2 separate regions of the Pan troglodytes genome follow, and region 1 is linked to region 2. A link is a contact called in public Hi-C data. All regions are on one chromosome and are shown on one strand. The core of a region is the stretch at or near the end of the contact, and the rest is flanking DNA. Distances in the headings are between cores, read along the strand shown. Region 1 overlaps DCAF5 (DDB1 and CUL4 associated factor 5). Region 2 overlaps ACTN1 (actinin alpha 1).

What was found. A called contact is a pair of places that touch in the nucleus more often than the background predicts.
Region 1: a Hi-C map of stem cell-derived neural progenitor cells shows a contact between it and region 2, with 3 times the contacts expected there. The contact joins two enhancer-like sites. A contact is called at or near these places in 3 of 7 Hi-C or Micro-C datasets (blood, induced pluripotent stem cells and stem cell-derived neural progenitor cells) and 1 of 1 other capture datasets (stem cell-derived neural stem cells).

What each region holds. Positions count from the first base shown.
Region 1 is chr15:67,075,950-67,082,261 of NHGRI_mPanTro3-v2.0_pri, reverse strand. DCAF5 (DDB1 and CUL4 associated factor 5) reads left to right here. Exons shown (of 9, transcript XM_510028.8): 6 at 3,335-3,548. Among named protein-coding and RNA genes, the nearest start is that of DCAF5, 61 kb to the left of the region's middle. Within about 2 kb of position 1,296, at least 7 of the 24 cell types and tissues checked have an H3K27ac peak or open chromatin away from gene starts, as enhancers often do. A contact at or near this core is called in stem cell-derived neural progenitor cells and stem cell-derived neural stem cells, where this site is marked.
Region 2 is chr15:66,905,940-66,912,413 of NHGRI_mPanTro3-v2.0_pri, reverse strand. It overlaps ACTN1 (actinin alpha 1), which reads left to right. Exons shown (of 21, transcript XM_024348757.3): 2 at 3,134-3,248. Among named protein-coding and RNA genes, the nearest start is that of ACTN1, 54 kb to the left of the region's middle. Within about 2 kb of position 4,208, at least 4 of the 24 cell types and tissues checked have an H3K27ac peak or open chromatin away from gene starts, as enhancers often do. A contact at or near this core is called in stem cell-derived neural progenitor cells and stem cell-derived neural stem cells, where this site is marked.

The sequences.
Region 1 (6,312 bases), core at 47-2,546, 170 kb before region 2:
TATCAAGATAAGTGTCCAGAAAGCAAGTCAGGATTGAGGCATTCTTGTTTGTATAGAGGCACCCCCATTTCTTCAAGAGGAAATGAGAAATTTCTTCTTCAGGGAATGTGTTGAGGACAGGAGTATAACTCTGATCTGAAGAGGAATTGGAGATCCTTCTGCGAACAGACATGAGACCATAAAAAGTGCCATATTGTATGGTTAGCTTTTCATTGACTTTGATAATTTCTCTTTTCTCTGCCTTGTTTTCTCTCCACCCCCAACCCCACAAATTCCAAAATGGAATCATGTTTCTCACAGTGTGGTTTGAAAGCCACCTGTATCACAATTAACTGGTGTTGCTGGTTAAATTCAGATACCTGGGCCCACTTCCCAGATTGAATTAGAATATTGTGGGGGACAGGGGGTGGGAATCCTGAGAATCTACATTTTTTAAAGTCCTAGATGATTTTTCATGCATCTTACACTTGAAGCCAGAATCTTTGACATCATCTTTGTATCTTGACTATGAGGGCAGACTGCTTCCAAGCTTTGCCTTCCCGGCAAACCAGATCATCCTTATCATTCTCACCAGGAGTGACCAGCTGTAGACCCCTGCTGATAAATTACAGTTAATGTAACTTACTTTCTGGATTTCAGGTGTCATTTCATCCCTCTGGAAGGAATAGAATTTTGTGACAAAACATGAAGTTTTCAGTGTTGGTGGCTGCTGCTCTTTAAATAGCACCCCTAAGCATTCTAGGAGCGAGATTCCTTTGTACTTTCTTTGTGTGAGAGGTCAGAGTTCCCTGCCCAGAAGCATAGGCAAGAGAAAAGTTAGTTACTATCCTGGAGCCCACAACCAAATTCCTATAGTGTGATCAGACTGCAGATGGTGGGTCAGGGAGCTTGGGTGGGGTTGGGATGGCCCACATGCCTGTCCTGGGCAGACTCCTCTACAGGCCTGACTAGAACGGGCAGAGGAAGTTCCTGTTAACAGATGGAAAGGGTGTTTGCCAGAGGCCCTAGCTTTCCTCTCAAGGATGCCTGAGCTGCTGCAAACCCCTGCTGCTATGGGTGGTGAGGCTGGCCAAGTCTCTTTCTGTTGACTCTTGTTTCCAACCCCCAACTCCTAGTCAGTCCTACAAATGCTGGTTTATTTGCACACTCCATACTGATGTTGGATTGAAAGCCTCTCATTGTTTTTGAGTTCAGTGTTTAGATAACACCACATGCCTGTCGCAGCCACAGCACCCTGTAAAGGAAATGCCTGGTCTCTAACAGTCCTGTCATTCATTTTCTGTATGCAAGAGAGTGTGGCCTGTGTTTAGGACCATTATAAGGGCATTTCTCTGCAGGGATTACTACTTGGGGCCTGCAGGGATACCAGGCCCCTCCTTGATGTCTGGAATTCTAGGGAGGGTTTTCTAAGTCTTCCCTCTTTCCTTTCATTCCAATCCTAAAAGGATTACAGGTTGTTTTGCCCAAGGCTTGTTTCCACACATAGCTGCACTACCAGAGCATTCCTTCCTTTGGTGAGAAGACTGCTTTGGGGGACACAGGACTGACTGGGGCTGGTGTTGGTACAGGCTGTTTTTGTGACCAAGCTAGGTTGGCAGCTGCCTTTGTACTGTGGTTGCAGGGCTTCCCTTCCCATAGGATAGGATAGCTCTTTTCTTGTCCACTTAATTTTCCCCACCATTCTCTTGGCAAAAAAAGAAAATGTGTTATCTTCCTTCAATATTAACTCTCTTCTGGTAATATATAGCTCTTTTTTCACTTGGTACAATGCGATTAAAACTTCTTTAAAATGTTTCAAATAAATCTGTTAGGCTCTAATTTAGGCATCTTGAGGCCCTTTTCAGGTCTGTGATTCTCCAGAATTTATAAACTTTTTTCTCTAAAACTACTGGGATCACTACCTATCCATGACAATAATGTCTGCATGAGACAGAGTGAGTTCTGATGTGGCACTTGTTTCTACAGTGTCCCCAACATATATACTTCACTTTCCTGCCAGTAATTCAGTGCTCCAAAAATTAACCCAACATACAAAATAAAACTTGGTTTTGACATGGACTATGAGCAGTCATCCCTCTGTAATAAAATAGTGATCTTTACTGCCTGAAAGATCACACTTACCACCCCCAACAACCTTTAAAAATTAGTACTGTATATACTTGTTAATGTTCATGGCCATCCTGGTTCACTATAATTTTGAAAGTACCTTCTGAGTCATCAAAAGAAATTATTTAGAACCATACTGTGTGAAACTTTTTAAAAAATGTGAACCTTATGAAACTGCAGAAGAATATTAGGTGAACCAGAACATAGTACTCTTTAGTGAAACTAGATAAATGAAGTTCTATATATTAACCAAAGTATATTTTAAAGCTACATATAAACTTGTGGGGAATTGTAAAGGAAAACAAGTCATTTTCCTTTTCTAATTGTTGCACTGCTTGCTCTGCATTTAAATTTAAGAATTGTCTTTAATACTTATTATCATGCTATATAGAATATAAAAATTCTTTGTGAACAGATTAAAAATTCAAAATTAAGTAATGAAATGATTATGATTGACAAATTATCCATTATAAACAAGTTTCTATTGTTCAATTTTTTTAGATGGAGTCTTGTTCTCTCACCCAGGCTGGAGTGCAGTGGCGTGACCATGGCTCACTGCAGCTTCAACCCCCTATGCTCAAGTGGCGCTCCCTCCTCAGCCTCCTGAGCAGCTGGGACTACAGGCACATGCCACCATGCCTGGCTAATTTTTTAATTTTTTTGTAGAGACAAAGTCTCATTATGTTGCCAGGGCTGGTCTCAAACTCTTGGGCTCAAGTGATCCTCCTGCCTCAGACTCCCAAAGTGCTGGGATTAAAGGCCTGAACCACTGCACCCGGCCTATTGTTTTTACTGATGGTTCTTGTATCTCTAATATGAAGGATGACTATATTGCTTAAACACTGTCCATGACTACCCAGTTAGAGTGGACACAACCCACTTCTCAGGGTCTTGACGAGTATGCTTTTGGTTGTGCAGTTAGCTTGGGTAAAGAAAATCATTATTTTAATATGTCTCTTCTTTCAAGATGTTTTTGTTATCCTTTTCTTGTAACTTTACTGGTAATTCATCTTTTGGAGACTGAGCAAGAGAACTGACAATTGAAGTAACTTGTTTTAAAGTAACGAAGGAAGCGTTGCTACCCTCATTATTCTAGCCACTGCACAGAAATATCCTTTTGCTGAAATTCAGCTATGCAAGCTTGACAGGAGGTCATAGGCAAACATGTGTTTTTCAGACTCTTGTTTAGCCTATCTCATGCCTGATTCCTGTGCCTTGTGCCTTCCAGTTCTCTCCTGCGCTATGGTGGAAACCTGTCCCTCCAAAGTGCCATGAGTGTACGATTCAACAGCAACGGGACCCAGCTCCTGGCCCTGAGGCGACGCCTGCCCCCTGTGCTCTATGACATCCATTCCCGCCTGCCTGTGTTTCAGTTTGACAATCAGGGTTACTTCAACTCATGCACCATGAAAAGCTGCTGTTTTGCCGGAGATCGTGACCAGGTAAATGCTGTCTGCCTCCTGCATCTCACACTTATGCTTTTCTTTCTGATTGTTCTTTCTATACTGGTCTTTATTTCTCATTACCATTATGTCAGGTAGAAACAATTAAGGGGAAACAGTGAGTGCCTGGACATGTTCTGACTTAATAATAGTGAGTTTCTTTATCAAGGCTGCCAATGGGTAAATACAAGGCACACACCATAAACCAAGGCTGGCCACGATATGGTTCTGAGCCACCTAGCTCTGCCAAGTTTGTGAACAGATTTTAAGATTCTAAGAATGTGCCATTTCAGAAGAAAGGAGAGGGAATCCATGGAAAATTAGCCTGCTGGTGAGAGAGACATTAAAAAAAAGAAACCAATAAAACACAATGATGAATGAAACACCCTAAGTACCATCCAAGAGACATGTATCTTGAATGGCCTCTTGGGATGGCATCTTTTTCTTGGATGAAGTGGGGTAAGCAGCTTTGTTTGAGAGGGAGCCAGATGCTGACTCTTTTTCTTTTTACTGCCAGCATCACAACTGGAAATGGAGAGCCCAAGCTGTGAGTTTCCAGCCTTTTCTGAGTCTCACTAGGAATGGAGATGCTGATGTTGACTTAAAGCTGGCAGTTTAAGAATATACTTGGCCTTCTTGCACCTTTCTGTCTTAACCATAGAAGTTCTGAAGTGTCGGTGACCAGTTGGGCTAATCTGGGTCACCAAGCCGAGGAAAGACAAATGGGAAGAAAGACAAATCTAAGGAAAGACTGATCAAATAAACAAATAGAATTTTTTATTCTCAAGCACAACAAATCTTATTGCTATTTCACATATAGATTGGGAAAAAGAAAAACCTTAGTCTCTCGCTAATGTTTAGTGTTCTTATCTTTGGGTCAACTATGTCAAATTTTGACTTAAAATTCTTATATGCTGTACCCCACCTCTTTAGAGTTATTTTGGCATAAAAGAAATATAAAAGAGGCATAAAAGAAAAATTTCTTTGAGAAACTGGCAAGACCTCGCTTTTTGAAGTAAAAGTTAGGATTTTTCTCCTTAGATGGGGGTTGCTGGAGGCTTCCTAATGTCATAGTTTAAGGATTAGTAGATGTAATAGGAGCCGAATAAATGCCTGTTGAATTGTCTTGCGTGTAGATAGATGAGAATGTTCTTTTAAGTTTTCTGAACTAGAGATTTCCTCTCTTATAAATAGAGACTATATATCCAAATTCAGAATTTATACTCATGTTGGAGTCTTAGGGCCTACTTAGCTGAGATCCATACTGGAGACCACTAGGTGGCCTCAGTGATGTCTCCTTGGGGTGCCCACAGTACCTGAGTGACTTAATTTGTATATACCTGTATGGCACTGCAGGGAATTTGTTTCTTGGGTGGGAAGAAACAGTTTCTATAGGCGATCAGACTCTCAATAGAACAGATATACAGAATGGTTGATTTAGCTTTGTCTGGCTGTGGAAATGACAATCAAGTCTCTCCCTCTCTTCCTTTTTTCCTTCTTTCTTTGCTTTTGTTGATTTCCCATCCTTTGTCAACTTCTTATGCATGTAATTCTTGTTTTGTTGAATAATAGAGCATGCAGTGAAGGTGATATTAATAGTTCACTAGGCTTTATTTCCAGAAACCAGAGGCTGAGGGAAAGGTGATTTTCTTCAGGTTGTATTTAGCAACAAAGCCTATCTTCATGGACCTTAGAAGACCCAGAACAAAGACCTCTAGCCAACATGTAAGCACCTAGACCATGGTTTCCCATCCTTATCATTGTTAACATTTTGGCTAGATAGTTCTTTGTTGTGTGGAGCTGTCCTATGCATTATAAGATGGTTAGCAGTATCCCTAGCCTCTTCCTACTAGAAGCCGGTAATATCATCCTAAGTTATCCTCCAGGCAACCAAAAATGTCTCCAGACATTGTCCCCTGGGGGGAAAATTGCCCCTGGTTGAGAACCTGTGATCCGGATTATAATTACCCATTTTGCTCAGATGCATTGGGGCAGGTATTGTCATAGGCAGAGCCACAGAAGGTATTTCGTGATAGTCCTAGGTATATACATCAAAGATATCATTGTTTCTGTCTTTCAGTTTATATATAATTATAAAAGTATTGAATGGCTTTTGATTTTTCTCTATTTAGATTTGACTGATTTATTATTTGTGACTTGTCCTATGGGAAGAGTTTTATGGGTATTTTATTCTCTCTGACAGACAAGACTTCTTTTTGGCTGGGGTAAGTGGTTTTCCTTGAAAGAAGATGCAAAGCCATTGAATCTAACTTTGGGTCAGTTAACAGAGTTAAAGTCTTAAAAGTCTGTTCATATTCCTGAAATAGTTAGAGGTATATAAAATACAGAGATTTATATTTGGCTTTTTTGTTGACTCCTTAGGGACTAAGAAATGTAGCTAATTCATCATTGTCTTGTCTCCAAATCCTGGCACACAGTGAGAACACAATAAAAATTTGTTGAAGTAAATCTTGAGTACTTTGGTCAATGTGTGGTATTTAGCTTTGTGGGCCTAAGTCTTCTCTAACTGTAAATCAGGATTGATAAGTATGATTTTTCCTGTTCAACTTCCAGAGGCCTGGAAGGATGGATGAATTAAATAATTCATCCAATTAGGAGGATGAATTAAATAATGGATTTATAGTGGAACTAATCTACTGAACTTATAGGTTTTTTTAAGTGTTGCACAAGAAGTCAGACTTACTGTCCCAGTCCTAGAACATGTCTCAAAGGTGATTTATAGGCTCTGACTTTCCACACTCAA
Region 2 (6,474 bases), core at 2,959-5,458:
AGGATGTGGGGTGGGAGTGCAGAGGAGCAAGAGCAAGTCCTCTGAGACCTGGTCCCGGGAACATTTTGGGGGAGCTAGTCCTGTCCTCTTCCTCCTCCCCACTGTTCACTGAGCACTTACTAAATGGCAAGTTTTTTACAGATGTTTTTGAGTTAATCTTTTTAACTTTTATGGAGCGCTGTTACTATCCCTGTTTTACTGCAAAGGGAACTGAAGTTTAGGAAGGTTAATCTGAAGGTCACACAGCCAGTAAATAGTGGATCTGAGAACTGAATCCAGCTCTGATGCGTCCCGAAGTGCATGTTGTTGATCACCGGGTCACCGCCACCATTTCCTCCTCTAGCCTAAACTTTGCGGTGGCTGCTGCTTGTTGGGGAAACTTTCCAGTTTGAGAGGTGCCCAGAGCCCCCTTCAAGGCAGTAATCTATGGGGCCTCTGAGGATTGGGGGTTTTAGTAAAGCCATGTTCCAGGGCTTTGTCCGGGAGACCTGAGCAAACACAGGTGTGTTTTGTTTCCCAGGGCTGAGCCTGGCTTTTCCAGGAAAGGGGGCTGGCTGCTTTCAACAGCACTTTTCCTCTTTCAAAAGCAGCGTCTTTTTACGACAGCAGCCTCTTCCTCCTTTATCTCATCCCAACCCCCTCCATGACTGGGTGGTAAACAGTGAGAATTTATAGCCCCCAGCTGGGCGGGTGGGCTCAGGGCAGTGCCTGCTATGACCCCGGATGTTTCAGGCCACATTGGACCTGAAAGCATCCCTTCGAGTTGCTGGGGCTGACACAGTTCCCCTCAAGGAAATAGAAAACCTTAGGCTGAAGGTTCAGTGCTGGGGGCCTGGGAGTGGGTGCTGGGGATGGCCAGGATGGTGATAAATGAGAAAAGACCACCCACCCCAGTGTCAACGCGCACTCAAGTGTGAACGCACAGCTTGAAGACACTGGGCAGACCAGTGTCAGCTGGGAGAGAATGTGCAAAACCAAAGTAAATTATATTTGTTTTAAAGAGTTAAAAATCCTTTAATATTTTTCTACCAATAAAAAGAAGTTAAAATAAGGATAAAGGCTAAAGGCCCTCTCATCTCCTGCAGTGCCAGCAGCGGAGGAAGGATGCTTGGTACATACGCTTCCCTGTCCTGCTGCGTCCTCTTTCCTCCGAGCTGTCTTCTGTGTCCAGGGGGTCCCTAAGAGCACTGTTTGTCCCATCAGCCCCTGCCCTGAGAGCATTCAGCCTCACCCACAAGGTGCAGTTGGATCTCCCAGGACCCTCTCAGCTTTGCATCCAGTTCCCCACTTGTTCCTTCACCTGGCTGCCCAATTCTTACGTCCACTAGAATGTCTGCTGCACAGAGGCAGGGACTTTTGCTGTTTAGTTCACTGCTGTGTCCCTGACTCTGTGCCCTGGGTCTCTGGGATATAAAGGTGAACATTGAGTTTCTACCTCCAGGAGCTTCCAGGCTGGGGGTGTGGAGCTGACAAGTGGCTAGGCATAATGGGTGAATGCAGGGTGCTATGGGTGTGTGTCCAGCCCAGACAGAGCAGGTGGCTATCAGGAAGGCTTCCTGGAGGAGGTGATATCTCTACCCAGTCTTGAAAGATGAGTGAGTTAGTTAAGCAAGATAGAGAGGACATTGGAAATCAGTGTATGTCCCCTATCTACCCTGATCTGTGTGCCAGTCTTCCCAGAGCTCTGGGATAGCACAATACGCCGTTTCTCTTCATCATGGGAGTAGGCTGGCCTGCAGAGTGGAGATATGTTTGCAGGGAGAGAGAGGTATTCCGTATTGGTAAGTTACTAGTGAGACATGATTGAAAAATTAAGCCCAAAGTCACAGGGTATCATAATGCTGTCCCTTTCTCCCCGCCTGTGTGGAGTGATAGCTTCTGTCCCCCTGTTCCCTTTCTTGCTCATAGGCTCTTCAACTTTTGCTCCTAAATCTAAGCAGCTATTTCTTTTCCCCTGATACTCGCTGGTGTGATGTTCTTCCCTCTTCCTACCCACTTATTGCCACTTCACCTTTAGAGTTCCCCAGGGCAGGAGGAAGGGGGTGGGGAGCATGAAGCTGTGACCTTTCCCATGAGGAAGAGTATTTCTAGTGTGGCTCCTACTGTCACATGAATGATACACTGCCCACCCTTTGAATTTTGCAGGGCAGGTGGGAAGAGAGCTGAATGGCTCTGGTGTTGGGTGAGCCCCATGTAATTGGTAGTGCCATTTGGTGCAGAGAAGTCTGGAGTTGCCAATGAATGGTTTAGATCTAAAGCAAGGGAGCTCTTCTCTCTGGTTGCCACAGAGTGGAGACAGCTGGAGAGAGACACCTGTTTTAGATGGACATGTAAAACTGTGATGCATGCTTTTGTTTCTCATGTTTGTTGAGACACCCTCTTCCTGTTTGAGCCACCAGCTCGTGCTGTTGGCACAGGATGGCTTAGTTGCTGCCTCACCTGATCATAATCTGCTTAATAGAGAAGTAACTATGAAGCTGATGGTCTTTGATTTAACCTCCTTACATTCCCTTTCTGGAACTCTTCATGCTTTTGCAGCTTAGGGTGCCCCTATCCCCACCCAAAGCACACACAGATACACATTGGGGTGCTTACTCTTCTCCCTTGTCCTGACACCCTGCATCTGAATTCTGTTCTCAGCGAAACTTACTACTCCTTTCTCTTAGCTGGCTGCCAAGTGAGAAAGGATTTAATATACTAATTTACCCTAAGGTATCAACAGGGCTTAATATGTTCCTTCGGGGTTACTCTGTCTTAAAACTGTGAAGATTGAAACTAAGTCTTATAACTTAAGAGGTAACTTGAAAGAATGGAATTGTGGCATTTTCAAATGTGGGTGGGCATGAGTCTTTGAGAGAGGGCTGGGAGGCGGATGTTAAGGGAATTTGCTGCTTCATGTATCCTGCTTGCTCCCACCCATGTCGCAGGCTCTGTGTAGGGTCCCTCAGCTGCTGCCCTGTGGGTAGCTCAGTGCTTGGTTGATGCAGTGAATGAGACCATGGTGGGGCAACTGTGTTGAGAGGCTCTGCTGAGTAGGTGTCCACCTCCCACCCCCCGGCACCATTAAATGGCTTGTCCAATGAGGGTGACAACACCAGCCCCCTGACCACTTGCCCTTCTTCTCTCTGCCCAGACATTCACGGCATGGTGTAACTCCCACCTCCGGAAGGCGGGGACACAGATCGAGAACATCGAAGAGGACTTCCGGGATGGCCTGAAGCTCATGCTGCTGCTGGAGGTCATCTCAGGTGAGGCGGACCCTGGCCCAGGACGAGATACTGTCTGTTGGTGCTGCCTGACACCTTGGCATCTGCTCTGCCTATGAGCGCAGCTGGTTTTGGTCTCTTGAAACAAGTTGGGGATGACATGTATGAATTCATCCTAGGAGCGTGGGTCTGAGTTCTGGTTCTGCTGCCAGCCATCCAGGTGCCTTGGACATTTGTTTCAGCATCCTTGTTTGTTTAAAAAAAAAAAAAAAAGGGTTTGAAGGAACTGAGGTTCCTTCTCCTCCCCAGTGCCAGGATTCTGTGGCCAAGAATGTTAACCATGGGTGATTGTCTCCAAATCTTGGCTCCATTACTACTTATCTACCTGTATCCAGGTGACCCAGGCCATTCCCCAGCCCCTGGTTTGTCCAGATGTCTGGAGGGACAGCTCTACTGGAACACACATCTCATCCTGCTTATGAATGCCTTTCTGCCACCATCCCTTAAGGGGTGGGAGTCCCGTGAGTCTAGCCTTGGTTGATACACTGGGCCATGTTAGCTACTCTCTTCACCTTGATGCCGGTGAGCCTTAGACCTAATCCCAGCCCAGCCCTCTCCCTCGAGCCACCTCTGAAATGCTGAACCTCGCTGGGCGTCTCCACCCCAATGTCCCACACAGTCCTCTCAGCATGTCCAAAACTCTGTGCTTGTCACTCCTGCCCTAGCAAACCTCTTTTCCCTCCCAGAGTCCTGTTCTTCTGCACCCAAACTGGGATCATAGACAGCTCTTCTTTGCAAGTTGTTACTGATGTTCTGTTTATTCTGATTCCTTCTTCTCAATCCTTCTTTTAACCCCTACTGTTGTGGTGTCAGTGTGCCCTGTGTCAACTCTCACCTAGATGATCCCACAAAGGCCTTTACCCCAGCTCCTCCTGGCAGTCCACCCCTGTCACTGTAGCCAGAGGGCTTGTCCGACAGTCAGTCCAAATATGGTCACACTGTTCCCTCTCACAGCCCTCAGCCCGCGGTGCCTCTCCAGGGCTTTGAGCCTGCAGGCCACATTCCTTAGCATAGCTTATGGAATCCTGCATGAGCTGGCACCTGCTTTGTTTTCAACTAACTATTCCCAAAAAGGTATCAGACCTTCGATCCTCTGCCAGTTGTGGGGTGGGGGCAGGGGGAACGTGCAGCTCTCCCCAGATGACATGCACTTTCTGTTTCCTGTGCCTTTGCACAAGCTCTAACTGCCTTTTTTTTTAAAAGTAGTTTTTTCTACTTTCAGATAAAACCTGTGTGTGTGGTAAAATAATATATAACAGAAAATGTATCATTTTAGCCATTTTAAAGGGTGCAGTTCAGCGGTATTAAGGGCGTGCACTGACTGTTGTGCAGCCATCGCCACCGTCCACCTTCAGGGCTCTTCATCGTCTCAAACTGACACCCTACAGCTGTTAAACACTAGCTCGCTGCTCCCCCCGGCCCTCCCCTGGCAACCACCATTCTACTTTTTGTCTCTGATTTGACTACTCTAGGTATACCTTGTACAAGTGGAATCATACAGTATTTCTCCTTTTGTGACACTGGTTTATTTCACTTACTGTGTCTTCACGGTTCATCCATGTGGGAGCATGTGCCGCCATCCCTTTCCTTTTTATGGCTGAATCGTATTCCATTGTATGTATGACCTACAGCTATAAAATGGCTCCCCACATTTTGTTCATTCACCTGTCGGTGGACACTTGGGTTGTTTCTACCTTTTGGGTATAGTGAATAATGCTAGGACATGGTTGTACAAAATATTTTTAAAATCCCTCTTTCAGTTCTTTTTTTGTATATTCCCCAGAGTGGAACTGCTAGGTCACATGGGAATTCTCTGTTTAATTTTTTGAGGAGCCACCGTGCTGTTTTCCTCTGCCGTTATTTATTTATTTATTTTCTTTTTTCTTTGAGATGGGGTTCCACCATGTTGGCCAGGCTGGTATTGAACTCCTGACCTCAGGTGATCCTCCCACCTCAGCCTCCCAAAGTGCTGGGATTGCAGGTGTGAGCCACCGCGCCTGGCCTCTAACTGCCTTTTACAATGTCCCTGCTTCCTACCTCCTCCACTACCCTTCCCCAGTTTTAAACAAATCTGGCCTTACTATTTATCATTCTTCAAAATGCAGCTTGAGGGTGTCCTTCAAGAAGGCTTCACCCTTCCTCTCTCCCCTAATCTGAGGGGACTGTGCCCTGCCCGCACCACCCCCCTACCTGCCCAGCTCCCCAGCACCTATAATACCCCATTAATTCCTCTGCTGTGTCTCTTATCACAAAGTGTAGTCATTTTCGGTTCGCTTGTTTTCTTCTCTGCTCCACACTGAGCTCCTTGGGGCAGGTCATCTTCTCTCTGTGTCTCAGGTGCTTAGAACAGCACCAGACATGTAGGTGGTGCTCCGGGAACATTAGAATGACTGAGTGCCCAGAGCCGGGCTTGTCCTCATGATACCCAGTGTGTTCCTGCTGCATAGGTCTGACGTGTGCCCAGGGGACCTGTGCACTTCTGTGAAGCACGTGTCTCTTTGCCAGGGTTGGGGAAGATCTGTTCTGTGAAATGATCTGTTCTCCCCTGGACAGGAAATGCTGGGATACCTTTTTCTCCTGATCATCGTTGGAGATGGGTAGGGTGCCCCAGGATGAGGAGAAGGAGGGGTATGCTGCCTACAGAGGTTCTCAAAGTGTGGTCCTTGGACTACCCACATCAGAATCGGCAGGATTGCCTGTCAAAATGCAGATTTCCAACCCTTAACCCAGTCCTCCTAATCACAAACTTAGTGAGAGGGGGAAAGGGGCTGGACAGCCACAGATTAGCAAGTTCTCCAGGTGATTTTGTGCTGACTGACGTTTGAGAACCACTGGCCCAGGCCTGGGAAGCTTTTTCCATTCTCCCGTATTTAACCCTTGCCTCCTCCGCTGTCCTTTGCAGAAGCCCCCTTCCAGCCAGTGTGCACAGCTGCTGAATGGCTGGGGCACTCCGCTTAGCTGGACAGGCCCCAAGGGCTGGGGCTGTAACAGGAGCAGCCTTCCAGGGAGGGGACGTGGTGCTGCCTGCATCCATCCTGTGGGGAGGGAGCCTCTGTGCCATCTCCCCCCGGACAGGAAATACTGGGGTACCTTGCTGGGCTGCAGCCAGAGCCTTGGGAGGGCCCCAAGTGGAAAGTCTTGATTTAATTTAAAAAACAGCTGTGCTTCCCTGGGAGCTGACAGCCAGATCCCATCTGTGGCAGGAAGT